Regions from separate parts of the Mus musculus genome. Here regions 1 and 3 are each linked to region 2. A link is a contact called in public Hi-C and HiChIP or PLAC-seq data. All regions are on one chromosome and are shown on one strand. Each heading gives the region's core, a stretch centred on a gene start, on an enhancer-like site or on the middle of the called end of the contact. The rest is flanking DNA. Distances are from core to core; before and after follow the strand shown. Region 1 overlaps Gm51680 (a long non-coding RNA gene). Region 2 has its middle 41 kb from the start of Gm34770. Region 3 has its middle 9.1 kb from the start of 1700036A12Rik.

Region 1 (2,700 bases), core at 128-2,627, 680 kb after region 2:
ACCATGGCTGTGGCTAGTGCCCCTAGAAGCCAGAAGCAGTCTTCGGATCCCCTGAGACTGGGGTTATGGATAATGGTGGGTGCTTGTCTTAGTGTTTCATTGCTGTGAAGAGACACCATGGCCACAGCAAGTCTTGTAAAGGAAGACTCCGGAATTGGGGCTGGCTTAGAGTTTCAGAGGTTTAGTCCATTATCGTCATGGTGGGAAGCATGGCAGTGTGCAGGCAGACACGGTGCTGCAGGCAGCAAGGAGAGACTATGTGCCACACAGCATAGTGTGAGCATATAAGCCCTCAAAGCTCATCTCCACAGGAACATACTTTCTACAAAAGCTCACACCTACCCCAACAAGGCCACGCTTCCTGATAGTGACACTCCCTATGACCAAGCACTCAAACACATGAGTCCATAGAGGCCATTCCTATTCAAACCACCACAGTGTTGGAACTGAACCCGAGTCCTTGACCAAGCACCAATTCATTGCAGTTATTTTCACCATCAAGTACTTTTGCTTTACCATCCTAAGTGTCTTCGGACCCAAGCCCCTGACCGTGTTACAGTTACATTGAATTCGTCATTCCCCACATGGTTCTCTGCACCCTCTGGCACCTGCTGCTCCCTCCACCCCATCCCTCTTCCCACTCAGATTCCACCCTTGCCGGCCTTAGAGACATTGCCTAGATGCCCAGTCTATGGCTATCCATGCAACCCTGGGTCCCAGTGCCGATTTATGGTGGATGTCATGCTGAGATGGTACCCGTGAATGACCCAACAGAGATGGGGTCCCAGTTCCCTGAGAGCAGAGACATATCTCTCCACACACGTGTACACACCACACTAGCAGTGCCTGTGCCTGCACACATACACAGACACACATGGACAGATTCACCTTCCTGTCTCTGGAGCAGAAGGACACTTGGTTCTGCCTTCAGGAAGGGCCATCAGACACCCGCAGACAGACTTTCCCCTGTGTGTGTGTGGCTCCAAACCTAGGCTGTGTTTCTGAAGCAGAAAGTGAGAAGAAACTACCCTTGTGATTGGGAGCCCTCAGGCCACGGCCACTGTGTGTCATCTAAAGGAGAACTGAAACTCAGAGTCCCAAATAGAGAAAAGAGAAGCAACGCGGCCAAGCCTGCCCATCCCCTCAGCACAGCAAAGTAAATCCAGTGGTTTGCTCCTTTTTTTTTTTTTTTTTTTTTTTTTCTGCTGTGCTAGCTGTAGGGCTGTAGGATGAGCAAGCCAGAAAGTTCACTGGGGTAATCCCAACACAGGTCACTGGCCTCTGTCTGGTGACTTCAACAGGATCTCATAACTACTCCCCAACCCCTGGCATCCCTCTCCTGGCCTTTGCTTCCCTCTGCTAGGTCCAAGTCAAAACAGTTCCCCTACTAGAGGCCTGGCCCAGCCAGCCCATCACCAGAGCATAGGGCACAGGCCAGAACCAGAGCTTGCGACATGATTCACTTTGTCTGTGGACAGATTGATGCAACTGTGGGTGAGAAGTCGTTCTTCAAATGGAAAAAAAAAAAAACCTGGCTACAATGCAGGGAAAGGTGGGGCTGGGGCTGTATCGGAGCTGCAGGGGCAAAGCTCCACAGTCTCCCCCCACCCCCCCACCCCCTACACACCCCCATCCCAGGCTTGGGCTTTCAAAAGCAACCCTGCTGAGGAGTGTGTATCTTCTACCTAGAAAGATACATTGGGTGAAGAAGGAAAAAGCTCTTGGGTAAAGGGCCCCAGCAGAATGGAGCTCTCTCCCTGGGCAGCCAGCATGTGGCTACACATGATTCTGTTTTTAAATTAGCGCATAATGTGTTAGAAGCCAGTAGGATATCTTCTAACAAAGTGTGAGTCCCTTCCCCTCCCAACCACACTAGCAGTTCCTCTTCCTCCCTTGTGGCTGCCTCTGATCTCTTTCCCCTTTCAAGCGCCAAGTGTCCTGACCCCCGTCCTTTCTCATTACCTAATATTACTTCTCTTGGCCGTCTCTCTAGACTTTTAGATTTTACCCATGCGAATGCCTGTGCATATGTTCACATATGAAGGAAAATGTGTTTTCTGTCTAAGTTTGGGTTTAGCATTGTTTAGCGTTATACTTCCCAGATCCATCCATTTTCCTGAAAATTCTGTGACATCATTTTTCTTCACCACTGCATACTATTTCATCATGTATATGTGCCAGATCCCCATTATCCACTCATCGGTTGATGGACGCATAGGCTGGTCACGTTTCCCTGTTATTGTGAACATAGCAATGGTATGCACATAGGCATGCACACGAGTGTGCAAATGTCTCTGTGGTAGGATATGGAGTGCTTTGGAGTCTAGGAATGCTAGAGCCAGGACACATGATTGTTTTATTTTTAATGTCTGGGGTTTTTTTTTGTTTTTTGAGAAAACTCCAAACTGGTTTGCACAATGGTTGTGCTGACTTGCACTCCTGCCAAGAGTAATGAAGGACCCTTCCCTTCCTCTCCAACCTTTGGGGTCAGATTTCTTAATGGTATCCCTTCTGACTGATGTGAGCAGGTGTCTCAAAGAAGGGCTTTTTTCTTTCAAGATTTTTTTTTGTTTGTTTGTTTGTTTGTATGAGTATTTTGCCTGCATGGATGTATATGTACCACATGGGTGCAGTGCCCGTGGAGGCCAGAAGAGGGCGTTGGATCCCCTGAAACTGGAGCTGTACTCCATTGTGAACTGC
Region 2 (2,792 bases), core at 24-2,523:
CCTAGCAAGGAGGTGTTTTGTGGGAGAACTGAGCCTTGGGGTTCCAGTGCTGATTCTGTCAGGTTCCCCTTTTGGAAATAGAAAGGACGTTTCTGAGCTGATCTGTGAACTTCTGTGGAGGCTGGAGCTGTTTTAGTGTGTGTGTGTGTGTGTGTGTGTGTGTGTGTGTGTGTGTGTGTGTTATAATGCAGACAGACTAACTGACAGAAACACCTGACAGGAGAGGGAATTTATTTTGGCTCGTGGTTTTAGGCCATCCTAGCAGGACAGGGTTAGCAGAGCTGCTCACCCACAGGCAGGAATGTGACAGTGACTATTCACAGGGTGGCAGACCAGGTGGGGGAGTGGTCTGGAAGAGACTAGGTTGTAACCTTCAAAGTCCTTCCCTTGGTGACCCACACTGGCCAGCCAGATCTCCTGGATTTCTAAAACTTTGCTGACGAACAGGGAACAAGTGTTCGAATGTGCATGAGTTTGAGGCGAACTCTTCAGATTCAAAACGAAAAGACCCAGCAAGGGGCTAAGATGCGAGTGTCTGGAAAAAGCCAAGAAGGAGAAGGCTCTTGTTCCAATTAGGAATGAATTTGGCTGCACGCCATATAGCAACCAGCTCCACCGGCTTGATCCTGTTTACTAACGTCTTAGTGATAATAAGGGGTAGGGAGCCGTGATTTTTTTTTGCATGCCATGCTCCCCTCCGCGGCTCTGTGCCTGGTCCACATGCATACAAGCTGCCTATAAACCCAACACAAGTGCCATCCTGTCCAGCTTTCCATCCAAGAGTGGGAACTTGTGTGGGGAATGAAAAATCCCCGTAACTATGCAATGGCTGTAATCAGATGTTCACCCTGTGATACAAAGAGGCTGGACAAGGGAGTGGGTTTTTTGTTTGTTTGTTTGTTTTTTGTTTTTGTTTTTGTTTGACTGGACACACCATTACCTCCAACAAATCTAGAGTTTTGATGGGATAAAAAGAGAGGCCTGGGAGGATGTGGGAAGGCGACTACACTCTTGTCCTAAGATGGGGACCATTCTGAAGGGTTCTTTGACACTCAGCTTCTGCTGGGAGCGAAAGTCTCGCGTGTGGAGAATAAAGAATGGGAGTCGGGACGCACCAAGGAGTAGAGGACAGAGCCGCCATGCTACAGGTTTGCATGCCTGAGCTGAGAGAGGATCGTGTTCCCTGGGTTATCTCCTCCATCCTGTTCAGTTTCCTTAACCCCACTGGCTGGGGCTGCGAGCTGAGTCCCAGGCGCTCGTTAATAGCTGCTGGGTATGTGTACGTCTCTACCCAAAGACGTCTAACCGCAGACTTCCTCTTGACTCCTGGCAACAGGGAGAAAACAAAACCAGAGCGGTTTTCCTTGCTGAAAAGGACAGAACCGACTTGTTTGCTTAATAAGCCCAGATGGTGAAGCTTCACTTCTAAAAGGAGAAGCTACACTGCCAGGCCAAGGAGTCTTGGCTGGGCAAAGAAATCCCAGGACTCCACACGGAGATCCCCTGCAATTTAGAGGCTCTGTGGTCAATGAGAGGAAACCACTGCGCAGGGGCTCAGTAGGCTTGGCCTGGAGCACCGCTCGTGACCCACGGAGCCTAGCGGAAGGGATACACTCTGGGGCTCAGTAGACTCAGCCTACAGCACCTCATGTGACCCACGAAGCCTAGTGGAAGATAAACACCCATGCAAGGAAACCGAGGCCTTCTCCATTCCACTACCACGGGGCCTCTGACCACTTCCGGTTTCACAGACTTCACTTAAATACTTATTCCCCACCCCCTTCTCTCGTTTACTGGTATTAATTTTAGCAATCGATGAATTCCCATTTTGTCGTTTTCCGTTTGCCTGTTTCACTAATTCAATGATGTACATTCAACATTTTTATTCTTAGTTTTCCTTCCTTAACAACGAGGGCTTTTGAAACTGAGTATTTTTTTTTTCTTGAGGTCAGATTTTCTCAGGGTCCTTTTAGAATTTAGAAAAAAATTTTCCTCTTTTTATCAGTTTCTCTATGGTTTTGTATATATGTGTATGTGTTTGTGTGTGTGCGCATGTGAGTACAGGTGTGTGTGTGTGTGTGTGTGTGTGTGTGTGTGTGCAGGCAAGAGGAAGATGGCAAATGTCTTCTTTTGCCCTCCCCCTTATTTTTATTTATTTTTTATTTATTTTATGTATATGAGTACACTGTAGCTGTCTTCAGACACACCAGAAGAGGGCATCAGACCCCATTACAGATGGTTGTGAGGCACCATGTGGTTGCTGGGAATTGAACTCAGGACCTCTGGAAGAACAATCAGTGCTCTTAACTAACCACTGAGCCATCTCTACAGTCCCCTTATTTTTTTAGATGTATTTTTTTATGTGTATGTGTGTGTGTGTGTGCCTGAGTGTTTGTATTTGTACCATGTACATGCATGTGGCTGAAGAGACCAGAAGAGTGTTGGAGCTCAGGAATAGGCAGTTGTGAGCCACTTAACATGGGTGCTGGGGAATAATCGCAGGTCCTTTGGGAGAGCAGAAAGCGCTCTGAACCACCGAGTCATCTTCCCAGCCTTCCCGCTTTAGCTTTAGACAGAGTCTCTCCCTGAACCTGCAGCTCACTGATTCAGCTGGGCTGGCCAAACTCAAGCCTTAGGGAGCTCCTATATAGACTTCCTTAGTGCCTGGATGGCAAGAATATGCTGCTAAGCCTGGCTTTGTCATGGCTTCTGGGGATCAAACTCAGATTGTGTGCCGTTTTGAGGAGAGCACATGAATGTTTAACATGAACGCACGGCAATGTCGGGAGCTG
Region 3 (2,700 bases), core at 47-2,546, 930 kb after region 2:
CCTTTCTTTTATGGTTTTCACAGGAGGGAAGGGCATAAAGGCAGCACGCAATAAACATCAGCTGAGCAGCTGAAGGTAAGCCTAGTCTTCCATGTGAGCTGCTGTAGCAGAAATCTCTGTCAGCTCAGCAGACAACGCCTGAACCAAATGGGGCTCTGTCTCCAGGAACACAGTCTATCTTCCATGTCTCTATCTTTAGCATGTCTCCTCCCTCCAGCACCGTGAGCTCACGCCATAAGCTATATGAAACTGTCTGTGACATCCCCAACAGAACAATGAATGTTTAGTTTTTTAAATAATTTGAGGGTCAATGATTTGGCTCTAGGGGCAAAGGCGCTTGCCACTAATCTTGACTACCTGAGTTCAATCCCCAAGGCCTACACGATGGAAGGATAAAACTGATGATCACAAGTTGTTCTCCTTCCCACACAAGCTTTGTACCAATCAATAAATAAATGTAAAGACTTTAAAGATAAAATAATCCAATAGGCTATACATGTATTTAATTTGGATATACAATTCATACATTGAAAAGCAAGTTGGCCTTAGTAGTTTATTTCTTTGGCTTTTGTATTGGGGGAGAAGGAACCATAATCTAACAGGGATGCTGTGTGTGCATTTTTAATTTTTTTTTTTTTAGATTAAAACAATGGAATTGTTCTTCTAAAAGCTTTTCTGTGCCTTTTTCTTAAATTATTTCTTTATTTCATGTATATGAGTACACTATTGCTCTCTTCAGACACACCAGAAGAGGGCATCGGATTCCATTACAGATGGTTGTGAGCCACCATGTGGTTGCTGGGATTTGAACTCAGGACCTTTGGAAGAGCAGTAGGTGTTCTTAACCACTGAGCCATCTCTCCAGCCCCTGTGCCTTTCTTTCTACTTAGAAATACCAGCATTTCAGTAGCTGCTTGGTGTGCCATTAATGGAGCCGCAGCAATGAACCAAACCTTCATTAAAAGGGCCTTGGATGGAGACGTTAGTGAGGTAGAGTTTTAGGCAGAGCGCACAGGGCTGGGCCTGGGTGTGGGCAAACAAATGGAGATGGCGGCCCAGAAATGTGTCACCAAAATGACACATTTCCCTGTAGGGAACCGCCTGGGATGAATTGGGGAAAAGCTCAGGTGCCAGAAGAGGGAATCCAAGCCCAGGAGAGCAGAAGGAACGAGCACCTGGAGAGCTGCCCCACCGCCTGTCCTACCCGGAGGCATTTGGCTCTCCTTGGAGCACCTCTACTGGGCAGGTGCTTCCTCTGTGGGCTCCGAGCCTCTGCAGCACATTCCAAGGCCTTTGCTCACATCCTCCAGCTCCCTCCCTTGTGTCTGAGCCTTTGCCTTTCTGAACTCTCTTTCCTCCCCACGCTCGTGGGTATCCTTGACTCTTGGGCGATCCTGACGCCCACCTCAACTTTCTTCACTCATTTTCTAGATCCCTCCTACAGCTGCCATAATGATAGTCTACAGTTATGGTGCTTAGGCAATAACTGTCTCCCAGACCAAAGGTCTGAACTTCAAGAGGTAACAAAAGTGTGCTCCCTCTGCAAGCTGCAGAAGAGACTCCTCCAAGGTTGCTCGGAGCCAATGCTGTTCCTCTGCCATTGTGTGCAGACGCAGGCATCACTTGTCTCCAGCCTTTGCCAGGTCGCTCCTTGCCTGCCTTCTTCGGTAGCTTTCCAGTCTCTTTTCTAAACACACCCGCATGTCTCCTCACTAAGACACCAGTCAGAGTGAGCTGTGAATTTGCCATACTCAAGTATGACCTCACCCTAATTAGTTACATCCACAATGACCCTGTTTCCACACAAGGGCACCTTCTTAGGTTCCGAGGCTTAGATTCAAACATATTTCTCTTTGTGGGTGCATGGTGTGTGTGTGTGTGTTCATGTCTATGTATGTGTGTATGAGTGGGTGTATGAGCCTGGTTATGAAGGCCAGATGACAACCTGTGTGTGGTTCCTCCAGAGCCTTCCTCTTGAGAGCTAAGATGGCCGATAAGGAACCCTAAGAATTATCCCACTCTGCCTCCCCTGTTCTGGGGTTACAAGCACACCACTAATGATACCTGGCTCTTGTTTTTAAAACATGGGCTCTGGGGAACAAACTCTGTTCCTCGTGCTTGCAATGGAAGTACTTTATCAACTGAGCATCTTTTCAGAGGACAATTTATAGAAGGGACTAGTGGTTTACAAAGTAAAGCAAGGCTCCCCTCAGAGTCTCCAAGACAATTCTTTGTGACAAGGGAAGAAAATATGGAATTTTCTGTTTCTACTTAATTAAATAATTAAAAAGAGAAATAAATTCAGTTTTATTACTGTTTAATGTGTGGATTGATACTGATGACCACCTCAATGTAGGCTGTTTGTTAGAGCCCTAGGACACAAACCATGAAAAAAAAATGAGGTCTGGGAAGACACCGGGCTCTTCTACAAACACCAGAACCAGAATGCAAGTTTGCACTTTGTACTACAAAAAAATGTTAGTTTTTTTTTTTTTAATGTTGACAAACAGCAAGTTCTTGACCAAAGACCAATTAAAAGGCTGTAGTCATGTTGGTTAAAAGTTATCTCACAGGATCTCAAGTGGAGGTGGGCTTCAGAGACTCTGAGGTATAAAGGATTGGATATCAGCAGCAGAGATGGCAAACCATAGACGTGTACACAGGCAGGCCCAGGAAGTGGGCAGAGGAACAGGAGCCTAG

Evidence for each region. Hi-C and Micro-C count contacts between places; a contact is called where the count stands out from the background. HiChIP or PLAC-seq counts read pairs in DNA pulled down with a chosen protein or histone mark.
Region 1: a contact with region 2 is called in a Hi-C map of bone marrow-derived macrophages, with 21 read pairs. The contact joins two enhancer-like sites. A contact is called at or near these places in 2 of 39 promoter capture datasets (the C10 cell line and embryonic stem cells), 5 of 15 datasets of contacts at CTCF or cohesin (embryonic stem cells, large pre-B cells, pro-B cells and 1 more), 49 of 484 Hi-C or Micro-C datasets (B cells, ECoMG-derived neutrophils, the G1E-ER4 cell line and 23 more), 22 of 115 datasets of contacts at active chromatin or transcription factors (CD8 T cells, DN3 thymocytes, the NIH/3T3 cell line and 14 more) and 1 of 9 other capture datasets (embryonic stem cells).
Region 3: a contact with region 2 is called in an H3K27ac HiChIP or PLAC-seq map of T-cell acute lymphoblastic leukemia, with 2.7 times the contacts expected there. The contact joins two enhancer-like sites.

What each region holds. Positions count from the first base shown.
Region 1 is chr9:61,021,193-61,023,892 of GRCm38.p6, reverse strand. The region is part of intron 1 of Gm51680 (a long non-coding RNA gene); the gene reads left to right. Among named protein-coding and RNA genes, the nearest start is that of Gm5122, 5.5 kb to the right of the region's middle. Within about 2 kb of position 1,377, at least 83 of the 459 cell types and tissues checked have an H3K27ac peak or open chromatin away from gene starts, as enhancers often do. A contact at or near this core is called in B cells, ECoMG-derived neutrophils, Kupffer cells and 6 more, where this site is marked.
Region 2 is chr9:61,701,307-61,704,098 of GRCm38.p6, reverse strand. No RefSeq gene overlaps it. Among named protein-coding and RNA genes, the nearest start is that of Gm34770, 41 kb to the right of the region's middle. Within about 2 kb of position 1,273, at least 144 of the 459 cell types and tissues checked have an H3K27ac peak or open chromatin away from gene starts, as enhancers often do. A contact at or near this core is called in B cells, ECoMG-derived neutrophils, Kupffer cells and 7 more, where this site is marked.
Region 3 is chr9:60,775,682-60,778,381 of GRCm38.p6, reverse strand. No RefSeq gene overlaps it. Among named protein-coding and RNA genes, the nearest start is that of 1700036A12Rik, 9.1 kb to the right of the region's middle. Within about 2 kb of position 1,296, at least 22 of the 459 cell types and tissues checked have an H3K27ac peak or open chromatin away from gene starts, as enhancers often do. A contact at or near this core is called in T-cell acute lymphoblastic leukemia, where this site is marked.